Linked DNA regions of Mus musculus: region 1 is linked to region 2. Evidence: chromatin contacts called from public HiChIP or PLAC-seq data. All regions are on one chromosome and are shown on one strand. The core of a region is the stretch at or near the end of the contact, and the rest is flanking DNA. Distances in the headings are between cores, read along the strand shown. Region 1 has its middle 22 kb from the start of Gm26747. Region 2 holds the start of Foxc2 (forkhead box C2).

The links. HiChIP or PLAC-seq counts read pairs in DNA pulled down with a chosen protein or histone mark.
Region 1: a contact with region 2 is called in a CTCF HiChIP or PLAC-seq map of pro-B cells, with 4 times the contacts expected there. The contact joins the enhancer-like site here to the promoter of Foxc2 in region 2. A contact is called at or near these places in 17 of 39 promoter capture datasets (the 3T3-L1 cell line, 3T3-L1-derived adipocytes, the HPC-7 cell line and 11 more), 3 of 15 datasets of contacts at CTCF or cohesin (the NIH/3T3 cell line, large pre-B cells and pro-B cells), 3 of 484 Hi-C or Micro-C datasets (embryonic fibroblasts, embryonic stem cells and reprogramming fibroblasts), 26 of 115 datasets of contacts at active chromatin or transcription factors (the 230-238 cell line, the NIH/3T3 cell line, acute myeloid leukemia and 18 more) and 4 of 9 other capture datasets (adipose tissue, liver, macrophages and 1 more).

Annotation. Positions count from the first base shown.
Region 1 is chr8:121,439,433-121,442,226 of GRCm38.p6, reverse strand. No RefSeq gene overlaps it. Among named protein-coding and RNA genes, the nearest start is that of Gm26747, 22 kb to the right of the region's middle. Within about 2 kb of position 1,511, at least 24 of the 459 cell types and tissues checked have an H3K27ac peak or open chromatin away from gene starts, as enhancers often do. A contact at or near this core is called in the 230-238 cell line, 3T3-L1-derived adipocytes and pro-B cells, where this site is marked.
Region 2 is chr8:121,114,675-121,117,480 of GRCm38.p6, reverse strand. It overlaps Foxc2 (forkhead box C2), which reads right to left and starts at 1,310. Exons shown (of 1, transcript NM_013519.2): 1 at 1-1,310. The coding sequence starts at 866.

The DNA.
Region 1 (2,794 bases), core at 262-2,761, 320 kb before region 2:
CCTCTGGCTTCTTTCTTGCTTCTATTTGGTCTCCCTTTAAAGTAACTTTTCCCTAAATAGATTTTTTTTTTTCAGACTTTGAGCTTCACCATCCAGAAAGCAGCATTCTTTAAAAAGATCATAAAAATACATGCCCACCAGAAAAAAAAAAGCCTGGGAAATAGAGACTCTGGGAGAAGACAGAAGCCTGGCCTGACCCCACACAGAACAACAGCGGTAGCTACATGCATAGAAATGCAGGATCATGTTGGCGCATCAATGGAAGTCAGGGCACCTCACAGCTGCTGGGGTGGCGTCTCTCTTTGTTGCAATCACAAGCAGTTGGGTTGACTTGCGAGTTCCCAAGAGGAACCCTGGGAAACCTGTCTTGAGTTAAACAGCCCCAGGCTCTGTCCTGCCTTGGAGAAGAGTGTTTGGAAGCTGTGCTGGTCAAAGTGTAACCGGAGCCCTCAAAGGGTTCCATCTCCCCAGCCCAGCTTCAAGCTGACCACTGCATTGCCTGGCGTGGAAAGAAGCCTGGTTGTCTAGGGACTGAGGACTCCTTGCTGATTCCATACCCCAGTGCCTGATGGGTCTTAATGACACAAGGTTAGTAAGACGATGGGCTATGACCATCTTCTTACTGTGAAAACCAACCTAAGGTACAGAGGTTAGTCACACAGCTAGGAAATGGTGATGTTGCAGTCTCTGCCCCCCCCCCCCCATTTTGTCATTGTATATGTATAGATGTTTTGCTTGCATGAATGTCTGTGTATCATGCGCATGCCTGGTGCCCAGAGAGGCCTGAAGAGGGAGTGGAATTTCCTAGAATTGGAGTTATAGCCGGTTGTGAGCTGCCGTGTGGCTGCTGGGGATTGAATCCAGGTCCTCTAGAAGAGCAGCCAGTGCTCTTAACTGCTAAGCCATTGTTTCAGTCCCGTGTTTACCTTTTTCTAAAAAAAAAAAAATATGTGTATTCACACACACACACATATATATATATATATATATTCCCTTGAGACATATACATACATACTCACACACATATACTCACACACATATACTTACATACATATATATGCACACACACACACAAGGGAATATATATATATTCCCTTGACATGTGGGGTTCCGGGTTCTCTTCACTCAAAGTTGCGAAGCCTTCACAACCCTAGAGTGTTTCAGCGAAGCTTGAACTAAGGAGTTCTCACCCATCTCTCCTTCCCATCTGAGGCAAATGTGATCTCCCAGACTCCATGGGCTTGCCCGTCCTGGACACTGTCCAGAAGGGGAATACAATAGGTATGGCCTTCAGTCACCAAAGCTGTGTTTGTGGCTTCTCAGCATCACGGGCCTGCCTCTGGTTGCTCTTCACAGGGCTTTCGTGAAGATAAAAGAAGCTCTTTCTCAGAATAGTTCCTTGGGTAGGATAGAATCTGTGAGAAATAGTTTGCCTGGTTGCCCTGCTGTTGAGCACACAGAGCAAGACCCAGCCACACGGGACCACCAAGACGACACGGACCGTTAGCTCCTGCTTACCACAGACTTCTGGAACAAAATTCTGGGTGGAGCCCAAAGCTACCCAGGGGACACTGGCAACTAACTTCTAGGAACCTCAGTTCCCAAGGGATGTGGCGAGGCAGCTTGGGCCTTTTGCTCCAGACTGAGCTGCCCACAGACACAAGGGCTGTGTGAGGTGCGATCCCCTTGGTCTGCTTCATCCAGCTTCCATGGGGCCTTCCACTGCAGGGCTCAGAAACTGAGCTCCGCCCTCCAGGTCCAGTGCCTCAGTTTTCCCCAAGGAGCTGCAGACTCTTAATGCCCAAGGGGGATTTCCAAACACAAGAGCTCTCACGGTGACATGGTTGCACGTTGACTTCCTGTCCTCTCATTACTGAGACTGCCCTGAAGTATGTCCCTCAGCTGGAGCCACTCTCATCTCTGGTCTGAGCCTAAATTGCAGGTTGAGCCAGTGGCCATCACTGGGGTCTGGTCGTAAGACAGTGTGTCTGAGAAGGCTGAGCCTGTGGCTCCTCTCCTGAAAGATCCACCCTCCACTGGAGAACCTTCGGCAAGTCTTTCATGGGTCAGACTGGTTTGTTTCCAGCCCCCTCTCCTTCCTCTCCACCAGGCAGTCGGGGGCATATGGTCCTTCCAGCCTCTTCAGCAAAAGGAGTTCAGGGAGCAGCCAGCCAGCTGCCTTGATGATGGGAGTCGGTTAGATTGCAGGGGCAGTGGGCTTCTGGAAGGTGTTGATTTAGAACATGTGTGGGCAGACCCAGAAGTCATCTCCCAGCCTCATGTCACTCTGGTGGCTGCTGACTTTGCTGTGGTCACTCCACCTAAACAGCACCTTATTTTGGGGATCAGTGCACACCGGGAAGAGCAGAGCTGAGCTCCCTGCACCCCGTTCCTCCTGTGCTGATGGACAGACCCAGGGGTAGGAATAGAGTCAGTCTTAACTGCCATGTAGCAACTGCCCTGTCAAGTGGCTGGGAATGGTGATGCAAACCAGGGCATGGTTTAATCTCCACTTTATGCAGGATGGTCTGCGCCATGCCTGGTCACCTGCCAGTGACCACGCTGGGGCATTTGTCCATTCTGGCTTGCACCAGGGCTCATGACTTTGCAGTTTTCCAGGTCACACCCTGAGAAGTGCTGGCAGAGTGAGCACGTACTGGTAGGGGGCAGGGTGAGGCCCAAAGGCTATGGGGGACATCCATGGGCCAGCCAGAGGGAGCCACTTCACACACACACCCTGACCTGGCCTGTGGGGCTCCTGTGCACACCCGAGCCCAGCCCTTGGCAAGCTGTG
Region 2 (2,806 bases), core at 61-2,560:
GCTGGGCTCAGATCGCCGCCCGGAGGCGACGTGCGCAGCGTCATGATGGTCTCCACGCTGAAGCCGGGCAGCCCGTTAGGCGCCGCGGCGTGGTGCTCCGGCAGCGAGCCGTCTGGGGAACCTGCGGGCGTGGAGGATGCGCTGCGCGGACTGGCCTGCAGCGCTCCCTCGGGGCTCAGCGTCTCCACCTTGGTGATGACCGGCAGCGCGGGGGACGCCGCCTCGCTCTTAACCACGACTTTCTTCTCGGCCTCCTTGGGCCCGTCAGCTACCGGGGTCCCTGTCGGAGCGCCCTTGGCCGTGGTCGAGGGCGGCTCCTTGAGGTGGGCCCGCTCCTCCTTGTCCTTGGGCACATCCTTCTTCTTGAAGCGCCGCCGCCGCCGCAGGAAGCTGCCATTCTCGAACATGTTGTAGGAGTCCGGGTCGAGCGTCCAGTAGCTGCCCTTGCCCGGCTTCTTGTCGTCGCGCGGCACTTTCACGAAGCACTCATTGAGTGACAGGTTGTGGCGGATGCTGTTCTGCCAGCCCTGCTTGTTCTCGCGGTAGAAGGGGAAACGGTCCATGATGAACTGGTAGATGCCGTTCAGAGTGATCTTCTTCTCTGGCGCGTTCTGGATCGCCATGGTGATGAGCGCTATATAGCTGTAGGGCGGCTTCACCAGGTCCTTGGGCGCCGCGGGCTGGTGGTGGTAGGGCGCGTAGGAGCGGCCCATGCCGGCGCCGTACTGCTCCGGGTGGCCGGAGTAGACGCCCATGGGGCTGGCCATGCCGCCGTAGCTGCCGGCCGCCCGGTAGTAGTTTTGCTCACTCAAATAGGGTACCACTCCCAGGGCGTTGGGGTCCGATACCGAGTAACGCGCCTGCATGCTGCGTCCCAGACGCCCGGTCGCCGCCTGCGCGCACCGACTGCGGCCCGCGGCGAGCGAGGCCCGGAGCAGGAGAGCAGGAAGGGACGGAGCGATGCAGGCAGCCCCGACTCGGGGCAGCCTCGCGGTCCACGCGCGGAAGACGCCGGCGCTCGGGTTCAGCCGACCGGGCGGATCGGCATCCTGAAGGGTGCACGGCAGGCGGCCCCGCTGGCCGCGCACTCTCGGCTTGGCGGGTGGCAGCCCTGAGCTGGCGGCACAGACGCCACGCGCGACCGTGGAGCGACACCAGCCCTTCCGAGTGCTAGAAAAGGAGACAGCGGCTCTCGGGGCCCCGCCAGGAGAACTGCAGCCCGCAGCGTCAGCGAGCTAGGGTCCGGAGAGGCTGCGCGGCCGAGCCCGGAAAAAGAAGCAAAGTCCCTTTTAGGGATTGGGAAAAGTTTCAAAAGTCTTCTGGCTCAAAGCGAGTTTTTACTTTCTTCAGGCCGCGCCCCCTCCAGGAAGTTTGCACCAATCATCTGGCAGCTGCGAGAAGGATGGCACCAATCAAAACGAGGAGCGCCTGAATCCGTCGGCTCTAAGACCCAGATGCTCTTAGCCAGATCTCCCCCCCCCCCAGCTCAAGTTAACTTGAGGACTTTTAAAAATGAGTTACATCTTATAAAATTTTATTTTATTATCACATTTTGTTTAACGAGACCACGTGTCCAGAGCAAAAATTAAAAACCCTGTTCCTTTGGAAAATAAAAAGAAGTTTAGTTTGAAATATAACATCGAATTGATGAAGTTGGGCAGAGATTTGCCCCCAAGACCTTGTAAGTAGGAAAGAGCCTGGAGATTTTTTTTTTATTATTATTAATGGATGAAGAGGCGAATAATTAGATTTCTTAATTATCGGGGCCTAGTTGTAATGGGTTCAGAGCAAACGGACTGAGCGTGTAGGGCCTGTTGAATGCAGTGATGGATAATTCACAGGACGCTTCCAGGTTGAGGAAGAGCCCACAAAGGAGGCCGGGTTGGAGAATTCGGTTCCTCTCCCCTTCACGACGGGGTCGGGCTGGGAGGGAAGGCTTAGTGGGAATGCCAAACTGGGAAGGTAACACCTAAGGAACCATTGGTCCTTCGTCTTCGCTGCTACTTAGGTGATCCATCTGAGTCCTCCAAACAATTTCGTGGGGTTCAGGGAAGCGCGTGAACCCAACTGTTGCTTTCCTGGTCTCCTCTCCCGCATAGACGAGGGCTAGCTTTCCCTGCCATCCATCCCGGCCTCTCCCTTCTCCCCACCTATGAAAGCGCTGTCTGGAGGTTAGGACAAGGCAGCCAGCCCCCGGGAGCTGGTGTCCCCGTTCGGCGTGGGGAGCTCCAAGCCTGCACTCCATCGCCGGCTTCGTCACTGGAAACGCAAAGGAGCGCGGCACTGTGTAGCCTCGGACCCGCTTCCCTAGCTGTTGCCGGGGCCCGGCGTGGGTCCCACTCCGCGGTCAGCATCTTTGGGATCCTGTAAATTGACTGTATTTCAGGCTGTTTGTTTTACTGAGTTTTGATAAGGTGAGCTGAGGACCAGGGGCTCCTTAGAGGGCCTGGTAACTGAAGGACTTTTTTTTTTTTTAATTTTATGCCAACCTTGACGCACAGCGACTCGGAGTTCCCCGACCTTCAAGCGTGCTCCTTCCCTCTAGGAATCCCGGGGACAGTTTGTTTATTTGTGGACTGGTATTTATTCCTTCAACATCTCCAGTCGTCATCGGATCCCTGCTCGGTCCGCTTCCTCAGAAGCACCGAGATGTCCCTACGGAATGGCTCTATGCCTCGCAGAACCTTCTGGAAGTTGTTGGTCCGGTTGGGTAGGGAAGAAGGCGACAGATAAAACATTTGTCTCAGTCTTTCTTCTTCTCCGACCCCCCCCCCACGCCACCACCATAGCCCCCCACCCCCTTTAG